2 separate regions of the Canis lupus genome follow, and region 1 is linked to region 2. A link is a contact called in public Hi-C data. All regions are on one chromosome and are shown on one strand. Each heading gives the region's core, a stretch centred on a gene start, on an enhancer-like site or on the middle of the called end of the contact. The rest is flanking DNA. Distances are from core to core; before and after follow the strand shown.

Evidence for each region. Hi-C and Micro-C count contacts between places; a contact is called where the count stands out from the background.
Region 1: a contact with region 2 is called in a Hi-C map of skin fibroblasts, with 4 times the contacts expected there. The contact joins the promoter of DDHD2 here to the enhancer-like site in region 2. A contact is called at or near these places in 2 of 9 Hi-C or Micro-C datasets (amygdala and skin fibroblasts).

What each region holds. Positions count from the first base shown.
Region 1 is chr16:27,994,330-28,001,310 of UU_Cfam_GSD_1.0, forward strand. It overlaps DDHD2 (phospholipase DDHD2), which reads right to left and starts at 2,729. Exons shown (of 15, transcript XM_038560075.1): 1 at 2,470-2,729; 2 at 1,024-1,251; 3 at 116-306. The coding sequence starts at 1,243.
Region 2 is chr16:27,545,694-27,552,562 of UU_Cfam_GSD_1.0, forward strand. No RefSeq gene overlaps it. Among named protein-coding and RNA genes, the nearest start is that of TACC1, 12 kb to the left of the region's middle. Within about 2 kb of position 3,143, at least 2 of the 20 cell types and tissues checked have an H3K27ac peak or open chromatin away from gene starts, as enhancers often do.

The DNA.
Region 1 (6,981 bases), core at 1,479-3,978, 450 kb after region 2:
TATAGATATGATTCAGATAGAACCAAATTCCTTCTAGAAATTTCACAAAAATAAGTCACAAGATTATTAAATAAAAGAAAAAAATGAAAATACATGAAAAGGGATCAAGGTGTACCTCTAATACTTGGCTGAAGCTCTCTGAGTAGGGAACATACTTATTATCTTTGTCTCCCTTGTAAAACCAGGTACATCGTCTCACTTCTGATGCTAGCTCATCCCAGTATACAGCATACCGCATCCTCTCCCCCAAATGCACATCATATCTGCCCCCATCAGTGGGGACAACTCTCCCATCACAATTTTTTCCTATCACAGATTGAAAAGGGGAAAAGAAGTACATTTATCAAAATAAATCTCCTAAAATACAATTCTGAGTATACTCTAAATAATGTTTATGAGACATAAGAATGAACATTTTCTTCTTGGCTAAACAAACAAAATGGAATTGATATTTTTTTCCACTACTTTACAAACCATCAAAACCATTCTTGGTTTTAATGATACATGAAAAAAAAATAATACCCAAACAATGTTTTGTTTTTTTTTTGAGAAGAGACAGTAATGTCCCATTAAACAAACAAACAAACAAGTATATAAGGCTTTTCTGAGCTTCTGCTTGAGGAGCCAAAGGTAAATTAACAACCGTGACCATCATGATGATAAAATAGTTAATAGCATCATTCTTGTTTCATAAAAGAAGAAAAAACAAGTGATAAATGAAGAATTCATTCTTTGCAATGTGACATGCCCCCACTCTTTATAAACAAAAACGGAAACATATGCTGGAACATAAGACATTATTAGATAACTGTGAAGAAATTACAGTAAGTACTGTTTTCAAATACAGACCAAATTCTTAAATATTATAAACCGACTGGTTAGTAATGCAAAATACGAGAGATAACTACAAAAATGCTATAGAGAAAACTAGAAAAAAAACTAATATTTTTAATGGCACTCAATATAGTAACTATTATATTAGACTGAAATAGTCTTTATTAAAAGTCATCATTTTCATCCTACCAGAACCATATGCCTCTTCCAGCTGCTGTGAATCCTCGGAGTTGAAAGGAATCCAAGTCTCTTTAGAATCTATTATTTTACAATAAAACCAATGAGGAGAAACTGGTTCATACAAACTGCCAGCATCCATGTCTAGTAGCTCAAAGGAACTACATGAGTTTGGTGACGGGGATGGATCTGACTGGGACAATTGTTCCTGCTGTGATTCCGCTGATGACATTTCGCTCTCTAAAAGACAAGATAAAAGAAACTATCGGGGAAAAAAACTTTCCAGTGAAATTGCTCTCTCATACACACACACACACACACACACACACACACCTGGTCATTTTAAGGAGCCATTTCTGAAAGAAAGACTAATCTCAAGGGGGCCACACAACTGAATTTAGAAATAACCTATAAATTAACAGCTGGATTTGAGGGGGAACTTTAAAAAAAATGCTTCTTATAGTCAAACCACCTTACATGGATTTCCCAACTCTCGGGAAACTGCATGGCTTTAGTCAGACAATAAATTATAAGACAAACCCAGAATCCCAAGAAACACATGGTCAAAAACTTGACTGCAACAAAGCGTCTCATCCCAAATCCAATCTATCACCAAAGGCAAAAAATTTACTCCAACTGTCTTAATTAACACCTATATTTTAGGCTCCAGGCCTCGATCACTGCACACTTACATACTGGATTATTGGGATCTTACAATACTGAAAGTTAAACTCTTCACTTAAGAACCTGTCACCTTTGATCGATTCTTGAAGTGTACTCGGGCACGAATTCTGAGAACCTGAACCTGGTCGGAAGCCCCGTACGCAAGCGCGCACCCACTGCCACGGCGCCAGGCTCAGGTGAAAAGGAAAGAGTGACCTCAACAGCCTCTTTCCCTCAAAGACGACTCTGCCCTAGGTGGTCCCACCCCTTCACCACTCGGACCCCTCAGCAGGGACACTGCATACATCGAGGTGCGTCCCCCCTGAGGGAAGTGAGCCGCCTGCTACCTCGGCACCGGGCGCAGAGGGATGGCAAACACCTGCCCTCCCCCGAGCCGACGCTCCTCAGGCTTCCGGCCACTGCATCTTTCTTCCCTAGCACCGATTTACCTCACAGCCACCCTGGCGTGCCCCTGCTCCCCACGACCCCGGGCCTCCTCCTGCAGCCCGGACCAGAGGTCGGAGACCTGCCTCCGCCCGCGTCCAGCCCTGCAGAAAGGAGCGGAGCGGATGGAAACACAGTAATCTCCCGGGGCCTCAGAGCGCAGGCGGCACACACGGAACCCTGGCCGCTCCCCGCGGATCGAGGTCACCCACCCCCGGGTCGGTCCTCCGGGCACCTCCCCTCTCGGCCTTGGGCATCCCGTCCTCCTCCGCCCCCGGCATCCCCACCCCGCAGCCCAGCTGGGCCTCCCTGGGCCCAGCCGCCCACCCTGGCCCGCCGCCGCTGGCTCACCTGACAGCCCCGCGGCCTTTCACACGCTCCTGCCCTCGCTGAGGGGGGCACGACACGTCCCCGCGGCAGCCTTTCCCGGGAGCCCAGGCGGGGCGGGGCGCAGCAGGGCGGAGCCTGCGGCCCCGCCAGGCTCGTGCCCAGCACTGGGCTCCACTGCGCTCCCAGCGGGCGAACAGAGGGCCGGGGACCGAGAGCAAAGGTGATGCGGCTGGGACCGCGGCGTGGAAGCGATGGGTGGGGCCCTCAGCGCGGCCCGAGACTGACAGGAAGTGTCGCGAGAGGTGGGAGGAATCGCGCGAGATGCGGCTCCTTCCTGCGGGCAGGGAAGCGAAGCGCCGGGCGTGTGGGCGGTGCGTGGGGCGTGCCCTTCGCTGGGAGTCGGCGCGCGGAAGCTCAGCGGGAGGTCGGGGGACTTGGAAAGGCGGGGGTGGGGGATGAGGTCTTCCAGGAGTAAGGGAGCGTTTTGAGTTGGACTGGAAGCGAGCTTCTTGGGGATCAGCCAGCCTCGCCTCCTCACTCGGCAGACTAGAGGAAAGAGGCGCGCCGAGCCCGGTACTACCCTGGCTGACCACACTGAAGGGCCGGGAAAGATGACCGGGTCGCAGGTGCCGCGTCCCTGGGGAGCAGTAGGACGGTAGGGCGCCGGCAGAGGCTTCCCTTCCTGCCTGCAGGGGAAAGTGGACACCCCTGGCATTTGCAAAGAAAAAAGTTATCCCTGCGTCTTCCCCCCCTCCCGCTTCCATTTATTAGGATTTCAAGGCTGCCCAAAAAGATGAGTCTAAAAAATGTAGAGGTGAGCGTCACCGCATTTAAAAGCTGCACCAGAGGTTGGAAACGAGTTAATTTTGTCCAAACAAGATGACGTAATTGAGGTGAAAAGCTTAAATGAATTTCCCACAGTCATGAAGCTCATGGCCCTGCCCTGCTCTCCTGAGTATTTAGTTTTCTGGAAGAGCTCAGATCCTTTGAGTGTTCATTAAGATACTTGCCTATTTTCTAACTAGATTAAAGGGCAAGGGTTCAGAAAATGCCTTTCAGTTTTGTTACTGCTTCAGAAATCGAGGAAAACGAATTTTGGTAACACATTCTCTTAACAGGTTCACAGCCACAGACAGCCACAAGTTTACTTTTAACACCTAGAAAGCTTATGCTCTCCAGGGAGAGGATAAAGAATGCCAGAGCTAGGGGATCCCTGGGTGGCGCAGCGGTTTAGTGCCTGCCTTTGGCCCAGGGCACAATCCTGGAGACCCGGGATCGAATCCCACGTCGGGCTCCCGGTGCATGGAGCCTGCTTCTCCCTCTGCCTGTGTCTCTGCCCCTCTCTCTCTCTCCCTATGACTATCATAAATAAATAAATAAATAAATAAATCTTTAAAAAAAAAGAATGCCAGAGCTGTCCCATTCTCTAGGACCTTGTCAGATGACGAGCTAGTATCATAGACCCATAACAGGAGCCATCATTTATACTGAGCTCTTACTATGTTTCAGGTAGGGTTGCAAGCTTTCTACAAGTGTGACCCCATTTAGTCCTCGCCACAACTTGATGAAGTACAGACTCTAGTTATCCCTATTTATAGAGGTAAAATGGCTTACCCAAAGTCTTAACTATCAGCAAGTGATGGAGCCAGAAAAATAGTGTCTCCAGAGCCTGCAGGTAAGGGACTTACCTAAAATTAGTTAAGTGACAAAACCAGACCTTGAATTTAGGTCCTCTGTCTCCAAATCTCTATATCCTCTATACCAGCTGTCCTCAATTTTTTGGTCTCAAGAACTCTTTACACTGTAATTATTGAGGACCCTAAAGAAGTATTGTTTATGTAGGTTATATCTATATTTACTAGAAATTAAAACAGAAATTTAAATATTTACTAATTCATTTAAAATAACATTAAAAACTCATTTCTTGTAAATAAAATTTTTCATGGAAAAATAACTATTTCCCAAAATGAAAAAAATCGGGAAAGAATGGCATTTTACATTTTTATAAATTTCTTTAATGTCTAGTTTAATAGGGGCAGCCCGGGTGGCTCAGCGGTTTAGCGCTGCGTTCAGCCCAGGGCCTGATCCTGGAGACTCGGGATCGAGTCCCATGTCAGGCTCCCTGCATGGAGCCTGCTTCTCCCTCTGTGTCTCTGCCTCTGTCTGTCTCTGCCTCTCTCTCTCTGTCTCTCTCTGTTTCTCAAGGAAATAAATAAAGAAAATCTTTTATTAAAAAAAATGTCTAGTTTAATAGAAAACTGTTGGATACCCCACTTTTTTATAAAAAAAAAAAAAGAAAACTGTGGGATTCTCATATTTGCTTCTGCATTCAAACTGTTACTTAGTTTTGGTTGAAGTATATGAAGAAAACCCAGCTTCCCTCAACTATGTAGTTGGAGAAGGAATCAGTATTTTAATAGCCTCTTCAGATAATTGTGACTATTTTTTTAAAGATTTTATTTATTCATGAGAGACAGAGAGAGAGAAACAGAGACACAGGCAGAGGGAGAAGCAGGCTTCATGCAAGGAGCCCGACATGGGACTCGATCCCGGGACTCCAAGATCACATCCTGGGCCAAAGGCAGGCGCTAAACCACTGAGCCCCCCAGGGATTTCCAATTGTGACTATTTTTAATACTACACTAAAATTCAACAAAAGGTGGCTTCTTAAAGGTTAGTTGCAATAGGGAATCTAAAAACCTATCAGTGAATATTTTGTACTTTGATACATTAAAATCCATCAGTCTATCTTGCACTTTGAATGGATCTTTTACCTTTACATGATTTATGACATCAAGCATTAGTGATTTGGAAAATATCAGCTCACTGTACTATTCGGTCTTCCAAATGTTAACACATTTCATTATACTATATATATATATATTTTTTTTTTAATTGTCACTGATCTCATTAGAAGAGCCTTTAAGCTGTCAAGCTCTTAGCAAATAAAAGTTCTCTAAAGTCTGCTTTTTTCTTGAAAAGTCACATTTTATCATTGGCAATACTGTCAGTTGTTTTCCTTGAATGACAAGCTCACTTTGTTTTCAAGAGAAGCTCTGTCAAATAGGTAAATCTGACTAGCCCTAGTTTCTCTGTTGTACTTTTAAATAAAAATGATGTCCCATGAAAAAAAAGTAGGCAGTTCAGTTAGCGATTCAAATAATCTATCAAGTGCTTTTTCCTCAACAGACCAGAGTGCGTGGGTATGCAGGACTGTTTTATGCATGCTATTTTGTCACACAGAATATGAAAAAGGCGTGAACATGAGGGTTAATATTTAATAAAATTAATAATTTTTACTTCAAGAACAGTATTCTTGTGAAGTGGGCACCATTTTTATTATGAATGCATGGCAGTGCATAATACAATGACTGACAATACAATTTATTTCCACTCCTTAATTCCTGCTAAAGCGCCAGTAGTTTCACCCACCATTGCTTTTGCATCAACAGTGCAAATGTCAAAAGCAGCAAAAAAAGCAAATCATGTCGCAGTATTAATAGTTTTGATCTTGTGATCCAGCATGCGTGGACTACAGCAATTAAATGTGCCCACCTTGGCATGAAATACAAAAGTAACGAATAACAGTACCTACCCTGAACGAGTTCACAGTCTTAAGAGGCAAGCAGGTAAACAAATATATCTCAAGTGTCGTAACAGAGGCAGGAACCAAATACATTGATAGTTACAAAAGGAGTTACCAAATGTCTAGGTATACCTCCAGAAATGGTCTTTTTGTAGGTCTTTGGTAGGATTCAGGAATCTGCATTTTAAACAAGCACTTCAGATGATTTAGAGGCAGATAGTATGGTATCTACACTTTGAGATCACTGCCTTAAGCAGTATAAATTTTAGGTTCCCAAGAAGGCTCAGTTAGTAGGTAGGTTCAGAAAAAGAGAATATTTATGGTATATCACTCAAAACCCACTTAATTTCACTAGCTGTTGTTTGCAGTTGTATGTATGAGAAAAAACTTAAAAGGCAAAATCTGACACAAGCTCTACATCTTTACTTTGAATTCTCTAGTGCAGGAGGCAGCAAACTTTTTGCTGTAAACGGCCAGATAAATATCTCAGGCTCTGTGGGACATAAGGTTTCTGTCACAACTAATTAGGTCTCCTGTTGTAACACAAAAGCAGCTAGAGACATTAGGTAAACAGATGAGTGTGGCTGTGTCCCAACAAAACTTGTTTACAAAAGCAGGCAGTGGGTTACATTTGGCCTCTGGTGCTAGGCAGTTGCTGACTCCATGCTATAATACAAAAGGTAATGCTAATTGCCAGTAAGTTGCCTAAAGAGCAAAAGCAGGAGTTTAAGGGTCATGAGACAACTAGATTTCATATCCAAAGCTGAAAAAATTGTTAGGCATTGATTCTGAATTCCCATTTCTTTCCAAAATAAACCGTATTTCAGTATTCACAATGTACTTGTTGAATGCCTATGAAGGCATTTGGTATGAAGATACATAGTTTTTGGGGGCAAGAGTCCTCAATCCCTGGTGGACAGCTAGGTACCCCAAATTGAGAACACTCC
Region 2 (6,869 bases), core at 1,893-4,392:
TGACCCAGGGCGTGATCCTGGAGACCCGGGATCGAATCCCACATCGGGCTCCCGGTGCATGGAGCCTGCTTCTCCCTCTGCCTGTGTCTCTGCCCCCCTCTCTCTCTCTGTGTGACTATCATGAATAAATAAAAATTAAAAAAAAATAAAAAAAAATAAAGACACAGCTGAGGGGTGCCTGGGTGGCTCAGTCTTCCTTGAACTCAGGTCATGATCTCAGGGTCCTGGGATCAAGTCCCAAGTTGTCAGGCTCCCTATTCAGCGGGGTCTTCTTCTCCCTCTCCCTTTGCCCCTCCCCCTGCTTGTATTCTCTCTCTCACATGTTCACTTTCTCTCAGATAAATAAAATCTTAAAAAAAAAGAATGAAAAAGAACTATAGCTGAAGGTACAATATAAACAATTAAAAATTAAAATGATTTTCCCATATGCTTTCCAAAAGTTCCTTTTTTCCAACATGCAAAATTATTTTAAAGTAAACAAATGCATGTTATAATTAGTGAGTGTGAAATTTTAAAATTAGAATTATTTAAATAGAGCTGAAGTTTTTTGGAAAATTTAATAAATTATATTAAATATTCTTATTAAAATATGATTCTCATTATTAGTGTTCAATGTCCATGGGGTTGTTAGGGTAAAGAATTGGTACACTTCAAGCATCTTGCATCTAGACAAACATATATGAATTTAAGAGAAATATAAATTATTTAACTTTGTAAAATGTTCCTCCCAAACCAAGTGCAAATGTTGCAAATACTGCTGTAATCTATGAGCGTCTCCCAAACACAAAAAGCAAAATAAAATAAAATAAAACAAAAACACTCAGAAACTCTCTGGAAAACAATTCCTTTTTTAAAAAAGATTTTAAAAACTTATTTTATAGTGAGAAGGAGACAGCATGAATGGGATGGGCATAGGGAGAGAGAGAAAGATAATCTAAAACCAACTCTACAGTGAACGCAGAGCACCACATAGGACTTGATCCCAGGACCCTGAGATCAGCACCTGAGCCAAGAGTAAGTCGCTCAAGGAAATGTGCCACCTAGCCACCCCGGGGAAATGACTCTTTGCGCAACAATCTATTGCATTGATGCTATCAGAGAAGCAGGGTTTAACACATTAATTAATTTGTCCTTTCTCTTACCTAAGCATTTCTGCATGCCCATCCTCTCTGTACTAGTTTGTATGTAGGAGCAGAGGTGGAAAAGCATGTCGCTGGGATCCAGTGTTAAGTAAGGAGAACGATCAGTGTGGTCCAATTCAGGGGGCCCTGGGCAGGGACCCCTGCAGCCTTGGTCTAAGGGTAGGGCTGTTCATAAGGTCACTTCCTACTAGGTCTCAGCCACAGAAAGGCCTTCCCTGACTGTCCTGGCTGACTGCAGGGGTGGCCTCCTCCCACCTCAGCCATCCTCTAGCAATGAACACTCTGGGAAATCACATCTTATCTTATTTGCTGATTGTTTATTATCTCCCCCCCCCAAAAAAATGGACTTTGTAGTGTCTACTTTATATACTCAGCAATTATAAGAGAGCGTGGCATATGACAGGCCCTCCATAACTATTTGGTTGGTAGTTGAACACCTCTGACTTTATAATTCTGTAGGGACAGCAGCCGGGTTCATTTATTTTTGTAATGCTTTAATGCTTCCTGGGACGTCCCAAGATGGTGAATGGGGCTAAGAGAGGTTAGAGGCTTGGCCTCTAACCCAGTGTAAGAATTGGGGCTTGAAACCATCACTCCTAACCAGAAAATGAGGGTTTTTTCCTGTATACTGCTAGAAGGAAGAAGGGGGCTGAGAGCTGGTGGCTGCCTTGGAAACAGAAACCCACGCCAAGGGCGCGTGTCTTCCCCTAGGGGGCAGTGGCTGCACACGCGTGGATGCCTCCCCGACTTGGTCAGACCCTAGAAGGTGGTGATGAGAGCCCACACCTTCATCTTCACCTTCACGCAGATTCCAGAAGGCCCACAAGACATTCTGATCACATGAAGCCTGTAACACCAGCTCTGTAGATGTCAGCTCTGTGTTTCCAGAAAGGATGGATTCCCTGCCTGTACCCCATCTTTGTCCAGGTAGAAAGTTAGAATGTAGAGCAAATACATCTCTGTTCCTTTCTGCTTTTCAGATACCTTATTGCTGGTGTTTCTCAATGTACACAAATGTTTTGTTGTGGAGGGCCTGTCCTGGGCATCATAGAATGCTTAACTGCATCCTGGACCTCTGCACACTAGTCACCAATAGTACTCACAGCCCTCTCCCCGACACACACACACACACATACACACACACTGTTGTGACAACCCAAAATGTCTATGGACTTCACCAAATGTCCTGGGGGGAAGGGAGGGGTGAAATCACCCTGGTTGGAGAATCCCGGCCTTGTTGTAAAACACCAAACCCAAGCTGCCTGTGGAGTAGATGTTCCGGAGTTCAGTTGTGAGCTGAGGTTCAGGAGACGGCTGAGGAGGAATTCACAAATGTTCTCAATGGAGGATCTTGCGATTTCCGTGGAAACTTTTCTTCCAGCAACAGTTAAATTTTTATCATCTCCAAATGGCAATCAGAGGCAAATTAAGTGGTGTTTATCCTCCTGGCTATGAACTCTAAACCGAGCGCAGGGGATTTGGGTGGTGGTGGTGGTGGTTGTTTTGTCTGCACGGTTCTTTAGTCCCCGGGAGTCACTGATCTCCCTTTGACTGTTGTTGTTTCTCACTCGGCCTCCCCCTCTACCAGACAGGCATAATGACTGGCAATCATCACATCGCAGGGCAAAGTGGTCGGCTGCCACCCCCGCAACGCAGGACTCAGCCGGTCCCCAGAGCCTGCTCTCTGGAGCCATTGCCTCTTTTGTTTTGTCAGGGGGACTGCAGTTTTGTCTCTTGGCTCTCGCTGAATGAAGGGAACCTTAAAACATCATGTGGCTGCAAATGGCTTCGTCTAAGCTGGAAGGAGCAGTAAACAGGAAGTCAACAGCACAGGCGAAATAAAAGTGATCAGTCAATTAGACTGTTAGAACGACTCAAATCCCCCCCAGGCGTCTTTGGGCCAAGCCGGGCTGCGCTAATCAGGCTTGGGGACACAGGCCCGGAGCCGACCCGCAGGGAGGCCCACAGGGAGCCACCAGCGCTGCCCGCGCCAAACGGCTCTGAGAGCCAAGGATCCGCCGGGAGAGGCAGACCAATGCGGCCCCCATGCATGCGTGGAAATCGTCGCAGCCAAGTTGCAGGACTTACATGACAATTTTTTATCCTTTCCTGGACTCAGATGAAAGGCTGCTCTGTGAGTGGGGAGTACAATTGCCCTGGCACTCCGGCCCACATCTGGCTGCGTCTGTGGGACTCCAGATTTTCACATTCAGGAAGAAACGACCCCCCAGTGTTCCAGAGACAGCGAGGGCACTGGCTCTCCGACTGCACCTCGGAGTCTGCTCCTCAGGACCCTGGCCGCCCTTCCCGGCCACCACCCAGCCCCTCTGTCTTCCCTGCCCAGCATCCTGACGGGCGGCGCCCATCCCGACCAGAATCACTGCCACACCGGTTTAGATCCTGATCCACCCTCCCCAGGACTCTTTGCTGAAAGCAGCATCGGAGGGAATTTGGGGAATGATATAAGACTCCTTTGACGTCAGTCTTAAGGGATGGGATGCCTCGAAAAACTGAGGGAGAAAAAGAGAGAGCTACTACAGGGTTGGTGTCTTATTTCACAAGGAAGGTCAGATTGTGCAGACGGGGAGCTTAAGGGCAGGGAGGGTGGGAGGGTGAGGAAGGATGTAGGAGGTAGCAAACTAGTTTGAAGTCAAAGGTTAAGAAACATTTTAAAGCCAGTTTCTAAAGGCTTCTGGGAGAAGCAGGGCATGCAACATGTTGACCACTATGATGAAAAAGTAACCCTCTCTTCAATCCCTAACCCCCATGTCCGTTGATTCTGTCACAGGCTATTCTGCAAACGCCAGCATGCAAGTGGCCAGGGTTGTCTCCCTACCAGCAGTTCCACTGTGGAGAGTGGAGACATTTTCAGGAAGGCCCCCAAGAAGACTCATGTTCTACATGATGTAAAAAAAACAGCATGATGGCAGAGCCCTGCCCTGAATATTCCGAACTAGAGTCGTAAGCAAGTTGTTTTCCAACAGTTGACACCCTCATGACTAGACTAGAGAATAAGGATCCCACCCACATGTGGGAAGGTGATTGGCTTCCAGCTTCTGCTTCAGCAAAGGCCCCCCTTCCTGGAGACACTCTTGTTGTCTGGACTCTGGGCTGCTGTATCCATGAAACTTCCATTTCCCAGATAAGCTAAGTGCCATAACTTGACCCAGCCAGTCATCATGGACAACAGATGAGCCCGTGAACAAGAGCCTCTGCCATGTGTCTGGGCTGTGTTCAGTCCTGTGGGTCATGTTAAAGAAGCCAAAACAGTCCTGGCTTCTGTGAGGCCGAGTTCTAGTTCAACACACAAGGCTAGCAAACATGCAAGGCCAAGAGCATAATAGAAGGCCATGTGATCATTCTGGCCCTCAGTGAGCTCGAGCCTAAACATTTAGGTTGAGCTTGGGACTTCATTAAAGAATATCTCACATTGTGATTTAATTTGTCCTGTCTTACCCTGTGACTTATAAACCCCTCCAGAGTAGGAAGCACAATTTACCTTTCTTAGAGTCTCATCACACACACACGCACACACGCACACACGTGTGTGTGTGCGGCTTCTAGAACTGCTGTACACTGTTAGTTTCTCATTATATTGTTACTGAATGCTTTAGTAAGTATGATTGTGTAGAACAGAATATGATTGCAGCAGGGGTTTGTGTAAGGGAGCAACCTGGGTGGGCAAGAGGAGCTGGAGTAGGGAGACTTCACTGGAGATGCAAGAGGCAATTGACAGTAAATATGCTGTGGTTCTTTTTTTTCTTTTGAAAGTAGTGATTAAAGATAACATTTAAAAAATTATAAAAGTGTACATATTCATTATGGAAAATTTGTAAAATAAAGAAAAATATAAAGAAGAAAATTTAAATCACAGATAATTTGACTCCCAGTCATATGTAAACGTACAGAATATATAATTATACACTTGTAACAAGCACTAGGAAGGCATGGATACAGAAGAGAATAATGGAAGACCCGATCTTGAATAGGGAGGCTTTTCTGGGGCTATGACCTTTACACCAGGACTGAAGAGTGGGTAGGGGTTGGACAGGTGAAGAGATGAGAGAGAGTATAAGAGGCAGGTATGTGTTAGGGAATAGAGTTTTTAAAAAGGTAAATGAGGCACACCCAGGTGGCTCAGTTACTTAAGTGTCTGCCTTCGGCTCAGGTCATGATCTCTGTGTCCTGGGATGGGTCCTGGGATGGAGCCCTGTATCAGGCTCCCAGCTGATACTTCCTCTCTCTCTCCCCCGTTCCCCCTACTAATGTGTGTGCTCTCTCTCTCAAATAAAAAAAATAAAATCTCTTAAAAATAAAATAAATAAATAAAAAGGTAAATCATACAAATATAAAATGAACGTATGCCAAAAGTTGTTTCTTTTAACTCAATTAATGAGATAACCATTAAGATGTTACAGATGTTTCATAGGAGAATGCCAAGGATATATATACATAGATGCCAAGTTGGGTGAAGGAAATCAGTTGCCCCTCCCCTGGACAGAATTTACTAGCACATGGAAATAATCATTCACACTACTCTCAGTTATCTACAGCTTTCAGACTTATAAACTAGCCTCACAGAAAATGAAAGAGGGAGATAACCAGGATAGGTAAGCTAGTCAGGACACCCACGAATTCTTTTTCTCTCCTTTCAAAGGCTTTTGTGTTTTTTCCTGACATGTGCAAAGGCACTGGGGAAGGAAAGAGCTTACTAGAACTGAAGAAAAGGAATGTTTTTAAGATGTAATGAGCAAGGAGGAGAGTGGGTTGAGATGGGTGTCATGGTGTATATCCCGGTTTGTAGCCTGCATTTTTCATTTAACAATATAGGGTGAACGTTTCTCCATAACATCCAATATCCATTCTAAGTAAGATTCTTTTTTTTTTAGGTTTATTTATTTAAGTAATCTTTACAACCCAGTATGAGGCTCTAACTCATGACCCTGAGATCAAGAGTAGCATGGTCCTTTAAAAAAAAAAAAAAAAAAGATTTAGGGCAGCCCGGGTGGCTCAGCGGTTTAGTGCCACCTTCAGCCCCGGGCATGATCCTAGAGACCCAGGATCGAGTTCCATGTTGGGCTCCGTACGTGGAGCCTGCTTCTCCCTCTGCCTGTGTCTCTGCCTCTCTCTCTCTCTCTCTGTGTCTCTCATGAATAAATAAATAAAATCTTAAAAAAAATTTATTTATTTTAGGGGTGCCTGGGTGGCTTAGTGGTTGAGCGTCTGCCTTTGGCTCAGGTCGTGATCCCAGGGTCCTGGGATCAAGTTCCACATGGAGCTCCCACAGGGAGCCTACTTCTCCCTCTGCCTGTGTCTCTGCTTCTCTCTTTCTGTGTCTCTCATGAATAAACAAATAAAATCTTTTTTAAAAAAGATTTATTTATTTGAGAGAGAAAGTGCACACAGGCGAGTGGAGGAGAGGCAGAGAGGGAGAGAGAATCTCCAGCAGACTCCCTGTTGAGCATGGAGCCAGAAGCAGGGCTGGATCTCAGGACACTGAGACCATGACCCCAGTTGAAATCAAGAGTCAGACACCCAACCAACTGAGCCATCCAGGCGCCCTATCCTTAGGGTAGATTTCTACAAGTAGAATCTCTAGATCAAAGATTATTTAAAGGTGTTAACAAAAACTGCCTTTTATTTTTTAAATAGATTTTATTCTTATTTATTTGATTGAGAGGGAGAGAGAGAGCACAAGCAGGGGGAGCTGCAGGCAGAGGGAGAGGG